Linked DNA regions of Arachis hypogaea: region 2 is linked to region 1. Evidence: chromatin contacts called from public Hi-C data. All regions are on one chromosome and are shown on one strand. Each heading gives the region's core, a stretch centred on a gene start, on an enhancer-like site or on the middle of the called end of the contact. The rest is flanking DNA. Distances are from core to core; before and after follow the strand shown. Region 1 overlaps LOC112722380 (nucleobase-ascorbate transporter 6). Region 2 holds the start of LOC112722382.

The links. A called contact is a pair of places that touch in the nucleus more often than the background predicts.
Region 2: a contact with region 1 is called in a Hi-C map of leaf, with 4 times the contacts expected there. The contact joins the promoter of LOC112722382 here to the enhancer-like site in region 1. A contact is called at or near these places in 3 of 8 Hi-C or Micro-C datasets (leaf and an unstated tissue).

Annotation. Positions count from the first base shown.
Region 1 is chr11:112,772,060-112,777,009 of arahy.Tifrunner.gnm2.J5K5, forward strand. It overlaps LOC112722380 (nucleobase-ascorbate transporter 6), which reads left to right. Exons shown (of 14, transcript XM_025773380.3): 10 at 20-78; 11 at 176-267; 12 at 369-446; 13 at 533-693; 14 at 791-1,272. The coding sequence ends at 1,006. Among protein-coding and RNA genes, the nearest start is that of LOC112722380, 6.8 kb to the left of the region's middle. Within about 2 kb of position 2,307, at least 1 of the 3 cell types and tissues checked has open chromatin away from gene starts, as enhancers often do.
Region 2 is chr11:113,044,287-113,049,050 of arahy.Tifrunner.gnm2.J5K5, forward strand. LOC112722382 reads left to right here and starts at 1,566. Exons shown (of 12, transcript XM_072207088.1): 1 at 1,566-1,824; 2 at 2,190-2,273; 3 at 2,417-2,474; 4 at 2,671-2,714; 5 at 2,883-2,946; 6 at 3,178-3,246; 7 at 3,383-3,450; 8 at 3,532-3,637; 9 at 3,932-4,066; 10 at 4,602-4,671. The coding sequence starts at 1,715. The coding sequence ends at 3,439. LOC112724012 (a long non-coding RNA gene) reads right to left here and starts at 1,607. Exons shown (of 5, transcript XR_003163270.3): 1 at 948-1,607; 2 at 757-816.

The sequences.
Region 1 (4,950 bases), core at 1,057-3,556:
CATTTTATTTATGCTTCAGGGAGTTGGCATTCTGTTATCAGGATTGTGGGGAACTGGCAACGGATCATCCGTATCTGTGTAAAGATTGAAACCTTTTCAATTTGTGTTTTCTACTTCCGTTTAAGCAAAATCAACTTCTTTGTTGATCAAAGGAATTTGTCTGGTTTCCCTATAGAGAAAATGCTGGTCTTTTGGCTTTGACTCGTGTTGGCAGTCGGAGAGTTGTGCAAATATCTGCAGGGTTTATGATTTTCTTTTCAATTCTTGGTGAGTTGAAGTATGATATTAGTGGCTTGTTCGTGAATCGAATATGCAGTCTTCAATTCTTCATCCGGTTCAATGCTCACCAACATTTCCTTGTGGTGTAGGTAAATTTGGAGCAGTTTTCGCTTCCATTCCACCTCCAATTGTTGCTGCCTTGTATTGCTTGTTCTTCGCTTATGTTGGTATGGCTAACTTAAGATATACTCAGGCATATCTTGATATATTTTGACACATATAACACATAACGTTCCACTTTAATCATTTGTAGGTGCTGGAGGCCTTAGTTTTCTTCAATTTTGCAACCTCAACAGTTTCAGGACTAAGTTTGTATTAGGCTTCTCCATCTTCCTTGGCTTGTCCATTCCGCAGTACTTCAACGAGTACACGGCAATCTACGGTTATGGTCCAGTTCACACCGGCGCAAGATGGGTAATGAATGAAACTTGTGTAGATATGATAAACCCCTGAATATGTTCACAGCTTTTCTGATGAGTTCACTCACAATAAATTTCGTGTACCTTTGCAGTTCAATGACATAATCAATGTCCCATTCCAGTCAAAAGCATTTGTTGCTGGTGTCGTCGCGTATTTCTTGGACAACACGCTACATAAGGACCCAACCATTAGGAAGGACAGAGGAAAACATTGGTGGGACAAGTACAGGTCCTTCAAGGGTGATACAAGAAGTGAAGAGTTCTATTCACTGCCTTTCAATCTCAACAAGTACTTCCCTTCTGTGTAATTGTGCAAATAAAGGAAGCTCAACTATAGCTTCGTCAAATACTTGCTTCACTAAAAAGGGTCTCTGAAAAAGGTCTTTGATTTGATCTTTGTTCTAAATATTACATTGGATATTATATTATTTTAGGCTTATAGAGAGCTATATGAATAGAAATATTGTAACACATTAATTTTATTGCTTTTGTTTCTGTATATGCTGATTTCTGACCTGAGATTGGATTCATGGTAGTAATGTGCATGTTTTGATTTATATATTTCATTTTGTAATCCTTGTTTACTTCTCACAGGACTTTCTGAATGCTGATTAACTGTAATTGAAATTTCATATAATAAAACATAAAATAGGTCTGATATTACATAGGCTGTATTTTGGTATTGACTCATATGCACTAAACATTATATAAGGTCAAGGAGTTTGAACAAATTGAGAACTTTGTGGCAATAAGTGAACTGGCGAAAGAAATGTCAAAATGAAAATGTCACATTGTCACTAAATGTTTTTGTTGTTTTTGGTCTACCATGAAATGGGTTGATATCATTCTACCAGATTCCAAAGCAAAAATAATATAAAAATTGAAAAAAAAAAGGGTTAGAGATAAAGAGTAGACCGATTCACACTATTTTTGTAAGGTTGAGACTTGAGAGTTAAGAATAATGAGATAATTTGATTAAATTATTATTTAACAGTTTTAACTATTGATTTTATATGTAACTTTATATGAATACAACTGTATATGAATTTTTATTAAAAGATTAATAGTTGATTTTCCAGGGTTGATATTGGAGAATTTACACCCAGTAACTTTCTTTTTTTAAAAAACGTAAAGGCTTCCGGCTATTATCCTAAGCCAAAAAGAAGAGATAATGGATGACAATGTCCAATTCAACCGTGAAAAGCCATGTTTTTGGTAAAATAAAACTCGTGTAGAACGAAAAAAAAACCAGAAGCAGCAACATTCGCATGTGATTTGAGCCCTTGTATTTTAATCACCGACCCAAATTAATAATTGATAAAATATGTATATTTCTAAAATATATTATTATAATTTATTATTAACAATTTATTTCAATATAACAATAACTTGGAAATTAAAAAATACTAGGAAATAAGTTATTTTGGTAACCAAATTCAATTAACTCCTTTTTTTCTTCTTCTTATGCATCTCTTCTTTCTTAATTAGTTTTTATTGTGCCAATTAGTTATTGGATCAATTTGATTGAATATGGTTACTGTTTCAAAGCATACCTAAAATGGCCTATTTGTGATTTGGGCTTGAAGATGGCGATCAGGGTGTTGTAAGTATCTTCATGTCAAGTTCGAAATGGAAATGGGAAGTACTTGCAAGTGATTCTGATGCAAATTTATGAGAATTAGGATTGAAAAATACCTGATTTGATGGGGTATTTATAGATAAGTGATGACTTGCTCTTGATTCTTGACTCTTTCATATACGGATGAGGGGTGGCTACTTCCCTTATTGTAGAAAAAGTTACACCACGCTTGGGTAGTTATCCTTAAGGAGGATAATGACAGAAGTAATGGGAGAACAGTGACTTGCTCTCTAAGTTGAATTGGGCACGAGTTATAGTATCAGTGTCCTAGGCGAATTGGGTAGTTAACCTATATTCCTTTGGGTGCATTGTGATGATTTTGGATCAATCACATTAGTTTAGGACAAGCCCATACTAGGTGGATTAACCTTTTTTGGATTATGACCTTATTTTTTTGGGCCATGGTATGGATAGTGCCCTTTCCTCATTCTCCAAGATGATCACAGCCTCACTACCGACTTTGTCAGACAACCCATCCATGTAAATGCTCCAAGTGGTCAGGTTTCCAATGTGATTTTCTGTGTACTCAGCTACAAAGTCGACTAGGTATTGAAATTTGATAGTTGTGCAAGCTTCATACTTCAATTCGAACTTAGACAACTCTACATCCCACTGTCGCATCCTTAGCTTCCTGCTATGTTTGTCTTCTGTAGTATGTGTTTCATGGATTAGTTAGCCCTGACCTTTATAGTATGAGCTTGAAAATAAGATCGTAGCCTTTTGGAAGCTAAGATAAGTGTGAAAGCAAACTTCTCGAATATCTGGTAATTCAGATTAGCTCTTTAAGGTGTCTTACTTGTGAAGTACACGGGGCTTTGTCCTATTTCATCTTTTCGGACAAAGGTTGATGCTACTGTTTTTTCTATCATGGCCAAGTATAGTATAAGTTCTTCACCCACATCAAGTCGAGTGAGAATGGGTAGTTAAAAAAGGAACTCCTTAAATAGCTAAAAGGCTTACTCACATTTTTCCATCCATGTATGCTCGTGTCCTTTTTTGAGAATCGAGAACAGAGGCAAGACTTCAATGCTGACCCAATCAATTGAGCCAAGAATCTTGAAAGTGCTATTAACCTTTTGTTGAGTTGTTGGACTTCCTTCGAACAAATCGGGCTCTTTATATTGATGATTGCCTGACACTTGTCGAAATTGACTTCAATTTCTCTTTGGGTTAGCATGAATTTGTAGAATTTTTCTGCTTCTACTATAAAATTGCCCTTGGTTGGATTAAGTCTCATTGTATGCTGCCTTATCATATTGAAGACTTCAGAGAGGTTAGTTAGTAGAGCTCCTCCACCCCTTGTCTTGACCAACATATCATCAACATAGACTTTCATGAGTTTCCTAAGATGAGGTCGAAAAACTTTGTTCATCAGCTATTGATAAGTAGCTCCTGCATTCTTTAACCCGAAAGGCATAACTATGTAGCAATAGTTCGCTATTAGGTTGGTAAATGAGGTCTTTTCCTGGTTGGTAGCACAAATTGCGAATCACACTTTTCACAACTCGTACCACTAACCAGCAAGTGCACTGGGTCGTCCAAGTAATACCTTACGTGAGTAAGGGTCGAATCCCACAGAGATTGTTGGTTTGAAGCAATCTATGGTTATCTTGTAAATCTTAGTCAGGAAGTCAATTATGTTTATCAGTTGAATTATGAATAACCAGTAGAGCATAAATTAAAAGTTACCTGTTGTGTAGTAATGGAGAATATGTTGGAGTTTTGGAGATGCTTTGTCCTCTGAATCTCTGCTTTCCTCTGTCTTCTGATTCACGCACGCACGTCCTCCTATGGCAAGCTGTGTGTTGGTGGATCACCGTTGTCAATGGCTACCTTCCATCCTTCCAGTGAAAACTACGCTCACGCGCTCTGTCACAGCACGGCTAATCACCGGTTGGTTCTCGATCCGGTTGGAATAGGATTTACTATCCTTTTGCGTCTGTCACTAACGCCCAGCCTTCAGGAGTTTGAAGCTCGTCACAGTCATTCAATCATTGAATCCTACTCGGAATACCACAGACAAGGTTTAGACTTTCCGGATTCTCATGAATGCCGCCATCAGTTCTAGCTTGTACCACGGAGATTCTGATTAAGGAATCTAAGAGATACTCATTCAGTCGGATATAGAACGGAGGTGGTTGTCAGGCACACGTTCATGGTTTGAGGAAGGTGATGAATGTCACGGGTCATCACCTTCATCACAGTTAAGCGCGAATGAACATCTTAGATAGGAACAAGCGTGTTTGAATGGAAAACAGAAATACTTGCATTAATTCATTGAGACACAGCAGAGCTCCTCACCCCCAACAATGGGGTTTAGAGACTCATGCCGTCAGAGAATACAAAGTTTAGATCTGAAATGTCATGAGATACAAAATAAGTCTCTAAAAGTTGTTTAAATACTAAACCAGTAGCCTAGGGTTACAAAATATGAGTGGACTATGATGGATGATGCAGAGATCCACTTCTGGGGCCCACTTGGTGTGCTGGGGCCCACTTGGTGTGTGCTGGGACTGAGACTTTAAGCAATTCACGTGCAGAGGCCATTTGTGGAGTTGAACGCCAGTTTTTGTGCCAGTTTGGGCGTTCAACTCCAGTTTTTGATCCTTTTCT
Region 2 (4,764 bases), core at 316-2,815, 270 kb after region 1:
GATTCCTAATCCTAATCCAAATGAAGTAGTTGGGGCATGCATGCATCAAATTTCAAGACTTTAATGGGCAGCCAAGCTCCACAATCTGTGAGAGTTTAAAGAAGAACAGCAAAAGGAGCAGGCATGAAAAGTAAAGCAGAGAAGTGAAAAATAAAGTGAGGAGAAGAAAGCAGGAAGAGGACTCACATGAAGCCATTGGAAGGAATTAAGAAGAGAAAATTGATCGGAGTTAAGGATTGATTTGAAGGAAAGAAGTTACTTCTGGAAGAGGAAGTAATGTACATATATCAAAAGGACCTTGCTCTAAAAGTAATTTATGTTAAAAAAATAAAGAGACAACCTGAGTATGAATGAAATCTTTGATGGCTGAGGTTTATTATATGATGCCAAAGACCAACCATTCATGCTCAGGCAAGTCCGAAGATGCTTCTATAAGTGACTAAAAACAAAGGCCTGAAGCCGGAATATCAATTGCAAAATTAATAAATCTAATTAGCATTGAACCAACAAACTAATGTCTTAGGGATTAGACTAAACACATTCACAGGGATGAACATGTTACAACTCAGTCAATTAAACTTATTTACTTGTTAAAAAGATAACGTAAAATGGAACAAAATAAGAAAGTTCAAAATATCTACTAATGACATAAAATTAAAGATGATTAATTCACTAGTGCAGTGCTGCGCACTAACTAATTAAAAGAGCATCTTAATCGAACAAGTGACTAGTGCAACAAAAGCTTCAGTTTCTTACGTCAAACCTGCTACCAAACGTAAAGCAAACTACACCATGAATCACCATTATCTTCAGAAACTGCAATAACAAGGTTAGTTAGACAGTGCATTAACCTTGACATAAGCAAAGATGTTGTAATCAACTTATACAATAAAATAGAGAAAACAAGAGTTGGAAAAATAAAATTGAAAATGGTTCTACTTACTAACCTGAGGGTCATTGTTGTGTTTATCAAATATCAACAGCCTTTGTTTTATTCCAATGGTCTCTAATCTGTGCAACTGTGTCGCTGATGAGGGTGAGAGAGGCGACGATTGAATCACCTTAAAAGGTTTATCTTCAATATAAATTGGATAATATTTTTTCTATGTCCTGCCAAAATCTATTGTAAACTATTACCTTGTAACAATCTATATAAATCAACTAGATAGAATTTTGACTCTAATATTTAAACTAATTTTTATCATGACTACAAGTAATCAATAATCTGAATCCAAATTGAGTTTTGATTTTTCTTGGCATGATACTACAATAAAAATATTTATTTAATCACACTTTTTTAAGCTATATTTAAAAAATATAATCTATTTACGTTTTTTCGTATTATTATTTTATAAAAAAGTAAAAAATATAATTATACCATTACTTAAAAAATATCTCTTTAAATATTATAAATATAAATATTACTTATAAAGCGTAGTCTTATTTAAAATTCTTAATATCTAATTATCTATAGTTGCACTTTTTTTACCAAAGAGTACATTTTAAAGAATAACCTTTTCCTTATGTTTTGGGTGCTCTTTAAAAATGTTGCCTAATATAAAAGCACCAAATAAGACAATAAATCAGAAAGCGGAAGCACGGCAAGAAGAAGAGAGGAGAGGGGAAGGAAGGAAAGAAAGGACGACGCCGGCTAGGGCTTCGCTGTCGTCGTCGAGCGCCAGTGACAGAGAGCTCGAGGAAGAGAGAAAACGCGATGGAAGAGAGAAGAAGGGGGTGCTCCGTCGCCGCTGAAGCTCCACCGCCACTGCTAGGGGTTGCTGTGCCGCCGCGAAGGAGCTCGAAGGGAGTACTCTCTGTCACCAGGTAACCATTCTCTGTTCTGTATCCTCTCTTTCTCGCTCATTCTCTAAGTCGCTCCCACTTTTCAGTTCGAAGGTGTGTATGGTTTTGATAGTGATGATGAACTGCAATGGCTAATTGAGATAGAGAAGGTATATATTAATTTTCAATTGGTTCTGTGAATTTTTGGGAGTTTTGGGTTCTAATTTTAGGTTTTCTAATTTTCTAATTAGTTGTTGTTCTTATATTGTTCCATGTTTTTACTATCGTAATTTTGGCGTCAAGCAAAGGATAGATTAAATGGACTTTTCATCTTATTTCCCCAAATAATAAAGGGGTCTACTCTGCTCTCTAATTGATCTCATTGTAGTTGATTGGTGTCATTTCAGGCCACAAGCAGAACTAGATCGCTATTTGGAAGCTTCACAAATTAGGGAGAGAGCAGTTGACAGGATTAATAATGTTATTGGAACGTATGAATCAATTGTTTGTACCTTATATTTCTTCAGGGTTTTATTGTTAGATCATTTCTCTTGGTATATAGCTTCAATCTATTGTGCTTTATTGATTATAATCCTTTTTCTCTTTTAATTTGTGTAGTTCCCATTTCTTCCAGATACAACGATTTGAGGCTCAGAATATTTTCTAAACACCCAGATTTGTTCCCTGAAGAGGTGAGTATCATTCACTGGAAGAGATCAGACTTTTAAAGAAAGTACTGATGTTTCAGAGGAAGTGGTATTCTCTTTCTCCTTACCACTGAATCAAAATTCTTATTTCTTAATTAATTGGTGGATTCCTTATTGCGTGCAATGATGGTATTAGGGGTAGTGCTAATTTTACTACCTCCTTCTTCAAATGTCAATGCAGTTTGAGCATTTTGATGATTTCACTGTAGCTTCTTCATGGGAAAGGTTTGTTTATCTTTCGAGCCCTCTTCGTTCAAATTTGCATGAAATCTCAATTACAAGAACACTTTATAGCATTACTGTAAGAGAAATGGTTCTTTGTGTTGAAATGATGCTACTCTACTGTCATGATAACATTATTCTTTTATGTTACTTAATAAATTTATTTTGTAGGTTCATTTCTAAAATTGAGGCAATTTGTCGTCTCTGGATGGCTGATGGTCCTAATAATTTATTGGTATGCTTAGTTAATTTCATGTTTCAGGATTTGAATTTAAGAAATAACTTTCTTTTTAAATAAATTATGTTTGATTTGGATTATCTTGTGGTAAATACAGTTTGTTTAGTTGCTGCTAGTATGAATATTGAAATCTCGTGGTAAGATATTATCAGTTTAGTATACCAAGTGTGTTTTCCTATTCTTTACTGTTTTCTATTAATGGAATTTTGCTGTTTTCTTTGATTCTAGGAAAAAGGTGCAATTCCCTTGGAGAATTTCAAAAACTCATACAAGATCAAATCTGAACTGCAATATGAGGTGAAAAGTTATTGCATGGAGTACTATTTTGAAATAAAAACTGGTGCTAATTTTGACTATCTTTTTTGTTTGCAAATGTTTGGTTGGTTTTGAGGACTTGTTTTTGTTTATTTGTTTTGCCTTCTGGGTGATGCAGGCAAATCGTTTGACTGGAATTTTACTTTTCATGATCTGCAGTTATGTTTTGGTGTAAAGGAATTTTTGGTATGGTTTAACACTCTAATTTTTCATTGGAAGATTAATGTTTTCACTGAGTAACTGCTTGCTTGTCTTGTATATCGCTAGCTCATTGCTCCTCAAAGTGCAAGTGGTGTAGTTCTTGATGCACCAGAGGCTAGCAGGCTGTTGAGTGCTGTTGCAATTGCTTTGTCAAATAGTTCAAGAGACTATGGTGGGTTTCTTTTCCCTCTAATTGCTCAAGATCTCTTCACTTGTCTATCTTAAATGAAGTGATCTGACTTTTTAACTTGCTTCTAACTTTATACCCATGTCAAATGGGAAGCAGCCCAGTATTTCTTTCTACACTCCATGTGATGGAATATATCTTTCTAGCTAGAACGAGTTCTTATGGATTTTGTGCTGGAGTTGTAGATTTTCTGTTCTTGGTATTAGATTTCTTTGTTTTCTCTTTTCAAATAGGATATCATGCAAAGCTTATTTTTGTGTTTATAATGTAACTGTTTAGGATGCTGGTTTCAATCGTAATCATTCCAGTGAAGTTTCTTCTCCAGTTGCTGGGCACCTTCCAGGTTATATGGACTATCAAGTAGGAATGAGACCACAGATCTCTGTTGAGAGAAAATGGGCCCTCGGGCTTCAGGTGCAGTGTTTTACTTGGCTATTTAGTAGCATTTACACAACTGGATTTAGTGATATGCAGTTTCTATTTTGCTTGTTTTATTCAATTGATGCCATCAATAAATAATAAATTAATGATGATTTCTTGCTGTTAGAGGAAATAATAGTTTTATCAATGTCTGTGATTGTCTAACTGGTTCCAGATCTCTGGTTAGTTTAGGGAATTAGAATTGTTGATTAAACGTGTTCCTTATACAATTCATTGCTTGTTGTCTTTATCGTGTTTAGTTATGCAATGTTATCAGTTTTAAAGGTATATAAAGACAATACAAAATTTGTTTATGGTGATGATCAATCACTTTAATTCTATATATGCTCACATGACTTTAATTCAGAAAACAACTCCAATAGAGGTTGCACTGCAATTGGATATCAATGTCCCTTGTCTTGATAGAATTGCTTTTTTCGATGATATTTTTCTCTTTTTAGTATCGTTAGCTTCTCTGGGTATGATTTTTTTAATGCAAATTCTGAATCTCTTAATGCACATTGCTTAGGTTTTTCAATGCGTATATAATTTGGTTTTGCTAGATTCAGAAAGTTTTCTCGTGACATTCTAAATTATTGGTAATGTCCTAACCTACTTCAGCATTTAAGTCTTGACTATTAATTGTAGTACTACACTGAGTTATTAACCTTAATTCTATTACACTCTTCAAT